Linked DNA regions of Arachis hypogaea: region 1 is linked to region 2. The links are chromatin contacts, called in public Hi-C maps. All regions are on one chromosome and are shown on one strand. Each heading gives the region's core, a stretch centred on a gene start, on an enhancer-like site or on the middle of the called end of the contact. The rest is flanking DNA. Distances are from core to core; before and after follow the strand shown.

Region 1 (5,106 bases), core at 1,686-4,185, 130 kb before region 2:
CGATGAAACTATAGGGACCTGCAGAGTAATTAAACCTTTTAAAAACTTAAACTTAAACTGATAGGAGAAGGTAATATTAATAATATTTTTAATAATGTCTTTAAGCAAGAGTTTTTTTTGGATTTGTTTGTTTTTTGCATCAACTTTCTTTTCACTTTTTATTTGTTTTATACTAATTTTTTTTTTATTTTTGGGGTATTTTAAGGATTGAATTTAAGATCTTTTGGATATAGAATTTTGATATTATATCATGAAATTATTCATCCCAAAATTTTAAATTGATAGAAAATAACATTAATGATTATATCTCTAATAGTAGTAAGATATGGTGGTGGTGGATTAAGAAAGAAAAAGATAAAAAAGAGAAACTATAAATATAAAAAAATATTACAAAAAGTTTGTTGAAAGTAGTTGCTAAAAAATAGATTTTTAGTTGGACTCGACGAAAACATATTTATTTAGTTCTTCGTTGATTAATTCAACAAAAACATTTGCTATCCAAACAAGTATTATGGGGCTGGATGATGGGTAGGTTATAGCTTCATTTAAGAAAGAAAGCAAAGTCAAACCAACGAATCGAAGTTTCTAAAATCTGAAGTATTTTACTCGGCTTTTTATTTTGTCAAACTCTTATTGCCAATAGAGTCAAAAAAAAAAAAAAATTGCTAACAAATTAAACATGTTAAAATTTTATGGTGAGTTACATGACCAATGACAAAGTTATTTTAGTCTAGTCAGTCTAATAGTTTTCTGATACAATAAAAATTAGTTGAAGAAAAATAGAAAAGATGCTTAAGAAGAAAAAAAAAACTTGATTAAATTTGGTTACAAAAATAATTTGTTTAACTACTCTTTCTCAAAATCTTAATATACTGAATGCGTTAAAAATGTTTCTTTTATTTAACAAGTATCTTTTAACGCCACATTCACGAAACAAATTTTCTAATCTTGTAACTTAATGTTGTGTTCCTGATTATTTTGACAGGATTACGTTGCCAGAACAAAGAGAGTTAAGATAGATTGGGAAAGTAATAATATAACTAGACAACGGAAAATGTGAAATCCGTAGCTTTTTTTTCTCCCATAAATCATAATGCCTGTACCAAATGCGTTAAGGTGGTTTGACAAGAAAGGAGAAAAAGGTTGTCCATTTTCGGCCACTTTGAGCTTCTAGTACAGAAACCTACAGTGACAACTATGGGGTTTCCACATTCAATAAGGACCTACAAAAATTAATAGTTATCATTCTCTCAATGCAAGAAAAGTGGGTAGAAGGAGCAGGACCACCTAAAGAGAAGAAGATGCATACGTCAAAGGCGGTGTGGTTTGACCAATTTGCTTGCAGTTTCCAAACTATTCATGCTTTTCAAGTTTTATTTCGTGGAGAACTTGTTTTCTTAGCATAAATCTCAAATGCTTTGTTCAAGTTTACATGCAGGTAAACCCAGCCTGGCAACCTTTAATAGTATTATGTTTCATCTATTTATTTTTAGGTATTTTTTTTTTCCAATAAGCATAATTTTCAATATGCTAAATTAAAAAAAAAATTCTATAGAAAGGTTATTTTGTAGGCTAAATTTGATGTGTTTTTATCGAGAGTAAAAGTGACCTCTATCCGTCCTACAGTCTACAGAGTAGTACAGAGCAGAGACCACTGTGTTTATTATGCGTACCACCATTTTACACCTATCCTTTTTCTGAACCATATTTACGAATCCATTATGTTGTGCAACTAACTACTACTAGAAGTCACTAGAATTGAGTACCAAATCCAAAGGAAAGTAAACAGTTCATCAAGCTCATTATTATTTATTTTTCGAAAATGAAACTTTATCATGTCATATATATCTCCGATATATGTATAATTTGATCCTAGAGAAGACAATTAATATTATTGCTAATGTATGTGCATGTGTATCGGCAAATTAAATGTTGAAACTGGAAATTAGGACTAGAGAATTGTGATGACGAGGAGACGTTACCACCGACCAGACCAGTGTGAACTAAAATACAATGCAATCAAGGCATTTATATCTGGACGTTTCTATTTTACATTATGAATAGTTGAATACTTTGGTTAATTGGGTTGGAGGCGTAGGTGCTCCATCCTTCAAATTAAGTCACCTAAATTTGAGCGTTAATGATAGAACAAGAAAATAAATTAACTCCCTCTCTTTGAGGCAGAGACGTAGAAAAATATTAGATAATTACTCTTAACATTTTTATTTATTTTATTTTTAAGTTAATATTAATTAATTTTTTATTATTTGTTCTTACTAAAAATATTAGTCCTTTATCATTTTCTTTACAAAATGACTATTTTTTAAACACTTAAAATAAAAAAAATTAAAAAACCAACAAAATATATTATTTTTTGTCAGTACTTTTAATCATCAATCTAGTAATTCAGTAATACTTTTAACCCATATTTTTAAATATTAACTAACAACTGACTAAAAAAATAAATTCTATTGACCTTTTAATATTTTTTCTTAAATTTGCACCAACTTAATTGGCTTTTTATGTTATTGTTTATTACTATTTCTGTTAATATATGAGAAAAGAGGAGAAAAGGACTTTTAATATAACAAAAATGTTTGGCATTGTTTAAAAACTATAAGTAGTCATAATTTCTTTTTTTTTCTTTTATTTGTATTTATTAATTATTATTAGAATAAATATATAATATCAAATATAAAAAAATTGTATAATTATAAATATTAAATCAAATAAAATAATTTTAAATTATTGTTTGCCAAACATTATTTTAAAAGCTATAACTCAAATGACATAGTCTTTCCGTACTTACCTAAAATTAAATCACCTAAGAGGTTGCGGATTCCAGCCTACAAATCTTTGATAAAAAAAATTCTAAATTAATTGGTAAATTCAACGTCGTCTATGTATATAAGAAAGGGACCTACATCAAAATTCATGTGTGTAAGCGTATATACATATGAAAGAAACATGCTCTCCTTATTCACTTCACTTGTACATATTTCTCTCTCTGTCTCTCTCTCAAGCTAAGCTCGTTCATGCCATCTTCATCATTATTCCTCTGATTTTGCTGCATGCTTTTTCTACTCATCAACTTAACTTTCAGATCCATCATCACCTTGGTCTCTTGTAGCTACAATATAATTTAGTTTAATGGATTTAGAGTTTGAATATCAAGAGGTAAGAAGTAAGTAAGTAAATTCATATTATTATAGTGATAGTGATAAAAAAAAATGGTGATATATATATATTCATATACTAATAATTAAGTAGGAACGAACAGGAGTACTGGAGAAATTCAAGAGGAATGCAACTTTTTACATGCAAATGGTTACCTCTATCTTCTCCAAAGGCTCTTGTCTTCCTTTGCCATGGTATCATTCATTCACTTTCTTTAATTTCTGGTTATTAATTAGTGGGTGCATCATGTGTGTGAGTTGTGACTGATTTAACTCTGCCTCCTCCTCTTCATTAATTTGCAGGGTATGGCATGGAGTGCAGTCGCTTCATGAGAGGTAATAAATGTTCTTCTTCATCAATTACTCTTCTACTCTCAACTCTCATCTACTTTAACTCACCTCTTTTCTCCTCTCCATTTTTTCCTCTTTTTTTAATGCTATATATATATCCTGAAAATAATATTTATTAAGGTTTAGGATTATAATCTTAAAGCCTCACATTAACGAGTTTTTTATCTTATAAATTCTTTATTTTTTGATGATTTTTTTAGTTTAAGATTAATTTTATGTACTTCTCACATCTACAATATTGATATTTAATTGATATTTATTAATACAAAAATAGTTTTTTTAATTTTTTTTCTATTAATATTGTTAGATGTGAGATCATATTTTACAACACTAATGAGAAAAAAAAATTGAAAAAATTAATTTTTAATAAATTTAGAAATGGTCTTTTTTTTACTCACAAATAAAAAAGTTATCTATATTAATAAGGATTAATGCATGTATCACTATCAGATTTCCACCTTCTGGTGCCAGTGGTTGAACCTCCAACATAAAACAAAATAATAAAAAATAATTAACTACATAGCCATATATTCTCAAAATAATTTAATTAGTTCCCCTAACTTGGGTTTATTAAAATTAGTAATTTGACTCTCATCTACTTAATTAGTTAGGCTACCTTCCAAGTTTGGATACACTATATAGTGCCATCTAGTGTAGCTACCGTTGCCAAGTGATGTTACGGTTGAACCAACTAAACCACGGTATAGTTACGATTTATATGCAACATGTGGCACATAGCTATAGCGTTGGCGTGAGCATAATTAACTCAAATTTATAAAGAAGCCTTTCCATGGGATAAAAGAAATTTTAAAAAATGGAGGAAGATAACTTTGAGAAATGAGAATTGAGAAGCGTGGATCCACCAATATTAATTCACACAAAAATTGTTGCAATCAAAACATTAATTGCACTGTCGCCACTTTAGCTGTAGCCATATTACTAGGCATTGGTGTTATGAAATCACTTGTAGAGTTGGCGGTGGTCACATTATTTGTAGAAAGAATCATTTAATACTTTGAATATGTATATGATCTTCTGTCCTAATTTGCACTAGTATCCTGCTGAATGTTGAGATGTCTTCTAATTTTTTTTTTTTGAAAAAATTTAAAGAATTAGTATTTTTACTAAAATTTAGTCAATATTTAATTATTAATAAATAATTTTACATTATTAAATATCATTTTATATTATTAAAAATACTGATGATAATTAATTGATAAATACACTGCTAGTCCCTAAGACTTTTTTCTTTTCTTTTCTGTATTCAATCACAGAACTTGGTTTGTGGTCTTGTCTATGTATGTAATCTAGTATTGACCATTTGACCGTACCAATTCATTTTGAAACAATCAATTTCTTTAGAGTCATCTTGAAGTGTCTTAGTCTCTACTCATTAAAGATATATAATTATGAAAAGCTCCTTTTTGAAAAATCAAGTAATTTTAGGTTTTAAGAAAATAAATATTCATCCGGTTTTTGTAGAGTAACAAGTAAAGTTTTAGTTATGAAAAATTTCTTCACTATTAAACTAAAATTCTTGAGGTTTTAATATAAGTATTTGCTATGGTACCTAAAAAAT
Region 2 (4,780 bases), core at 944-3,443:
TGATTGTTCTAAAAAATAGAAAGAAATAAAATAAAATAAAGTACAATATATGTGTGTATGACTAACAAGAAAAGAAATAACATTTATCAAAATATATATATGGGAGGGAGAAGAGGGGAAGTGGAAAAAGTCCAATGTATACAACACATCCTACATGCATATATTATTTTCTGAGTTCTATCTCGGAAATACAAAGTAAATTGAAGGAAGCATATATAGAGTGAAGCATTATGATTTTCTTAAAGAAAACATGTCTCCCCTTGAGATGAATATATTATACATCAGTGCTTGGTTTTGGGCTTCTTGACGATCATGACAGTGCAATGAGCATGATGAGCACAATAGTCACTCACACTCCCTAATACAGCTCTGCAACCTCAAAGGAAACTCAATCAGCACACAGCTTTTCATACTTCATTTCAACATACTTTCATAAAACAAGCGACAGATGGTGTACCTTTTTATAGCTCCGTAACCATGGCTACCCACCACCAATACCGAAGCGTGGTGCTTCTCCACAGCTTCACAAAGAACATTTCTTGGATCGCCTTCTACCACTTCCACAATTGCATCATTCACCTAATCATCAAACAAAGATATTAATTATATTGTCATCTCACTGTATTCAGCTATCATCTGCACATTAGGATTAATTTAATTAGTTAAGAATAAAGTACTACTTTAGATTTTTAGTCTCCAGTACTTAGAATAAATTCTATTATTATTCCTAATATTTCAAACGTCCTATTTCTTTTCCAAAAACAATTAAACAGTTTTAATGTTGTTCTACGGTTAATTTTGACGTTAATAGTTAACGAAATGAGTGATGTAGACGTTAATAACGATACTAATTAAGTCATATCTTATTTCATGTATTAAAAAATGTAACCAAAACCTTCCTGTAATACTTCTTCTCTTTAATTTTTTTGGTTCAAAATCCCAAAGGAAAAGAGTAGGGGCAGCAATTTTATTGAATTTTGGCCAGCATGTAACCAACAGGAAAAGGTGAGCCATTGGATGAAATCTCACACCAATAAATTATCATTGATGGCTATTTGATGACTACTAATCACAAAAATTGCTGGCCCCTAGCATTGCTCAATCCCAAATTCTAACAATCAATCCTTCAAAATCAAAGAAAAAACTTTTATATTAGTGATCGTTAGTAGATTAATTTTATTTATATACTGAAATCGAATGCTATTGGCTTTTCAATATGCGACTTGTTTATGTCAAATTTAATAGTGAGACAATATTAAACATGCTTAAAACTTTTTTGAATTAAAATATGATATTTAAAAATTTTTAAGATTAAAATACAACGTTTCAAACATTGGAAATTAAATTAAAATTTGGATCTAAATATTAGGAACAAAATAATACATTTTTCATTAGTTAATTAATTACTTACAGATTTGTTGATGCAGAGTTGTTTAGCTTGTTCTGTGACTCTGGCAGCAGTCCTTTTAATATCGGCTTCCACCATCGGAAACACCTCAGGGGCTCCTACAACTACTTGAATTAGTACGTATCTATATGCGTATACGTATGTATACGTATGCATGGATGGATATTCGAAAATACATACGTACATACCAGGGCCTATGATGCCAACAGCGGAGGTAACAGAAGGCTTGGCAAAGACGATAACGAGCTTGAAGATGGGAGTGGGAGAGGGTGTGATCAAGTGGTCGAGGGTCCATTCAAGAGCGTAGGTGCTGTATTCACTGTCATCCACACCAACCACCAACACCTGCTTCTCTCTTTCTGGAACCTTCTTTGCGCAGCAACTTGCCATGGCTCTGATCTCTCTGCTTGCTTAGTTATTGCCTCCGATCCAAGTTAAAATAGTGTGTTATTAGTGGCGCAACTGGCTTGGTTGATTCGAATTCCAAGGTAGCGTAATGCTTATATGATTGGCATATGAATCGGGTTCATGAAAACTACCCTCCACTCCACGCTTTATTCCCGATTCTACATTCTTCTCCTAACTCCTCTGCTTTCTTATACTGACATTTGTGTTTACGTGAATGATTAAAAGTTTCATTAAGTTACTTAATAATTGTATTATTTTATGCTTCGTTCTGTGTTAGGTATGTGTTGTTAAACCTAAACAGGAAAGGAATAATCTGGAGCTTCGGATTCTAGACATGTCCACAGACCTTCATATAAAGGTCTCATACTCTTATGTATGTAATAGTAATCACTTGGTCGTTTGGCAAACATTCCTTTTTAAAAAGAAATTCTACCAAATCCCTATTCCTCAATAAATGCTTCCATAATCTACTTTTCCATGCCTTGTTTTTTGTCTTATAACTTTTTTTTTCAATAAATTAGACCGTTTTCAAAAACTCACACACAATTTACCACTTGAACTAAAGCCTCAGCGTCAGCTGCCATTCTTTCTTTCTTTCAAAAACTTTTTTTCCCTCGTTCCTAGTCACGTATAGCACAACTCCAGAAAGAAATCCCTTAAAATATAAGTGGCCCATAAATAAATAGGTTTTTTGTTAACAGAGGCCCATAAATACTATTAATGGATTCATAAATATACGGAATATGAAGCCAGATCAGGGCCAAAATAAAAAGAAGCCAGCTATACCCTATTATTTGAAGTTTTGAACTTGTCATTACAAGCTGAAAACACATGTGGTGTCAAGGACTTCTTGAATTTTTTTCCCCTGAAATCTACGAGTGCATTATTTTTATTTTCTGTTTTTATTTTTATTATTTTTTTTAAATTTTATAAAAAAAATAAAAACAAAAAACACAATTTTATTTTTACTGTTTTTATTTTTTTATAAAATTTAAAAAATAAAAATAAAAAATAAAAAATAAAAACACAAACAAAATACACCTAAAATTTCTGGACTCAATACCAAAAAAAATAAAAATTTCCTGACTTAAAAAAAAAGAAAAAAGGCCTACGAGTTTACGAATTTTGTAATAAAGAGTTGACGTATCCTATTTAGAATTGACTTAGGTGGGGACCTAAAATCAGGATCTTAGTGGTCTTTTAAAATAATATAAAATATAATGTAAAATGACTATCTTGTACTTATTTTTTTAGCAAATTTTTTATTTTAATAAATAAAATAATTATAATAATTATTGAAATAAATAATTTAAAAATATTTACCAAAATAAATATCATTCTCTTATTTCTTTGTATATATCTCGTTTATAATATAAACGAGATATATATATTTATAAATAATTAAATATAATTTTTAAAAATAATAAAAAATATTAATAATTTAAATTGGATCAAACTCTTAAAAATAGAACATTTTAAATAATAGGGAAGATGAACGATTTTAAATAATAAGAAAGATAATCAATCCATTTTAAATAATAAGAAAGATGTGGAGAAGATAGTTTAAACCCTAGCAGAAAAAGAGTACGTACTCCGTACTCAGAGAGAATGAGAGAAGGAGAGAAGGAGAGAGCGGGAACGAGTGTTTGAGGGCAAAACACAGGGAGGATGGCGGCCATGCCGTCGGAAGAGATAAGGGGGAGAGTGTGTGGGTGGGGGTGCATCCGGTGCCAAGGAAGGTTTTTCATGAGAGGGTTTTTCAAATCCTACAAAGATCTCCTTTAGAGATAAAGTCATTAGTCCAGAGAAATCGAAGGCGTTTGCACTTGCAGGATCTCTATCTGGGGATAGTATAGCCACGGTGGTGGGCAAGCAGGGCGATTCCCAACCTCCATGTGTAAACTTCACTGAAGAAGCCAAGCTTTGTTTGGCAGAGCCTTATCGAGAAGCTTTAGTGATCAAGGTTCTTGATAAAAATTATAGTTACACATCTCTTTCACACAAGTTTCGGATGGTTTGGCGCATCAAATGTGGCTTTGATCTGCTTGATGTGGGGTTTGAGTACTTCATGGTAAAATTCGATGCATGTGAAGATCGTGAGAAGGTCATGCTTGGTGGCCCGTGGTTGATTGAGGGGCACTATGTTGCTGTAAAACCGTGGGATATAGATTTTCGGCCATGTGAGCAATCCTTCGGGTCTACGCTTGTATGGGTTCGAATTTCGGGACTCCCAATCTGGTGCTATCAGGAACAGGCCATAATGCGTATTGCTTCTGCAATAGGAGTTCCCATCAAAGTGGACTTAGCCACTAAGTTGGCTGAGAGAGGACGATATGCCCGAGTATGTGTTCAAATAAATTTAGGACTGCCAGTGATCAAGCATATCATTGTGGAAGGCGTAACTCATGTAGTGGAGTATGAAAGTTTAAATTTAATTTGTAACTCTTGTGCACGTTATGGTCACGATATGGCACAGTGCTTGGATAGAGACTCTAGGGAAGGAAAGAGTGCTGATTTCGATGCCACCAAGCCACGGGACGGTACAAAGGCAGTGCCACATCCTGAAACCAAAATTCACAATTCAAATGAAGTAGAACCTAATGTGGTAGGTGGCGTTACTGGCGAGAATCCTGCATCGAATTTGCAAGAGGATTTGGAGGCTAATAATTTGGAAGGAAATAATGTTGAGGAGGCTTGCATGCATGATGAACCAGGCTGGGAGCAAGTTGTGAGGAAAGGTAAAACCAAGCTGGGTCAGAAGCAATCTAACAAGGTCCAAAGAGGCATTCAATCCAGAACCGATTCGGGTAGAGTAATCAGGCCCACCATTCACTTCTCTCACACGAATGGATCCAGCTCCTATCGCGCTAGGGTCGGGTCACGAGTCAAGGTCGGACACAGCGCCTTCCGTGTTGGTGAGACGTCGATCTCCTCAACCCGACACACCCCAGTGCCTTGCGGGTC

Evidence for each region. Hi-C and Micro-C count contacts between places; a contact is called where the count stands out from the background.
Region 1: a Hi-C map of an unstated tissue shows a contact between it and region 2, with 4 times the contacts expected there. The contact joins the promoter of LOC112758551 here to the promoter of LOC112758618 in region 2. A contact is called at or near these places in 3 of 8 Hi-C or Micro-C datasets (leaf and an unstated tissue).

Annotation. Positions count from the first base shown.
Region 1 is chr16:11,611,061-11,616,166 of arahy.Tifrunner.gnm2.J5K5, reverse strand. It overlaps LOC112758551 (caffeoylshikimate esterase), which reads left to right and starts at 2,935. Exons shown (of 7, transcript XM_025807257.3): 1 at 2,935-3,177; 2 at 3,281-3,371; 3 at 3,480-3,512. The coding sequence starts at 3,151.
Region 2 is chr16:11,481,133-11,485,912 of arahy.Tifrunner.gnm2.J5K5, reverse strand. LOC112758618 (universal stress protein PHOS34) reads right to left here and starts at 2,193. Exons shown (of 4, transcript XM_025807332.3): 1 at 1,597-2,193; 2 at 1,412-1,506; 3 at 458-579; 4 at 73-369. The coding sequence starts at 1,798. The coding sequence ends at 282.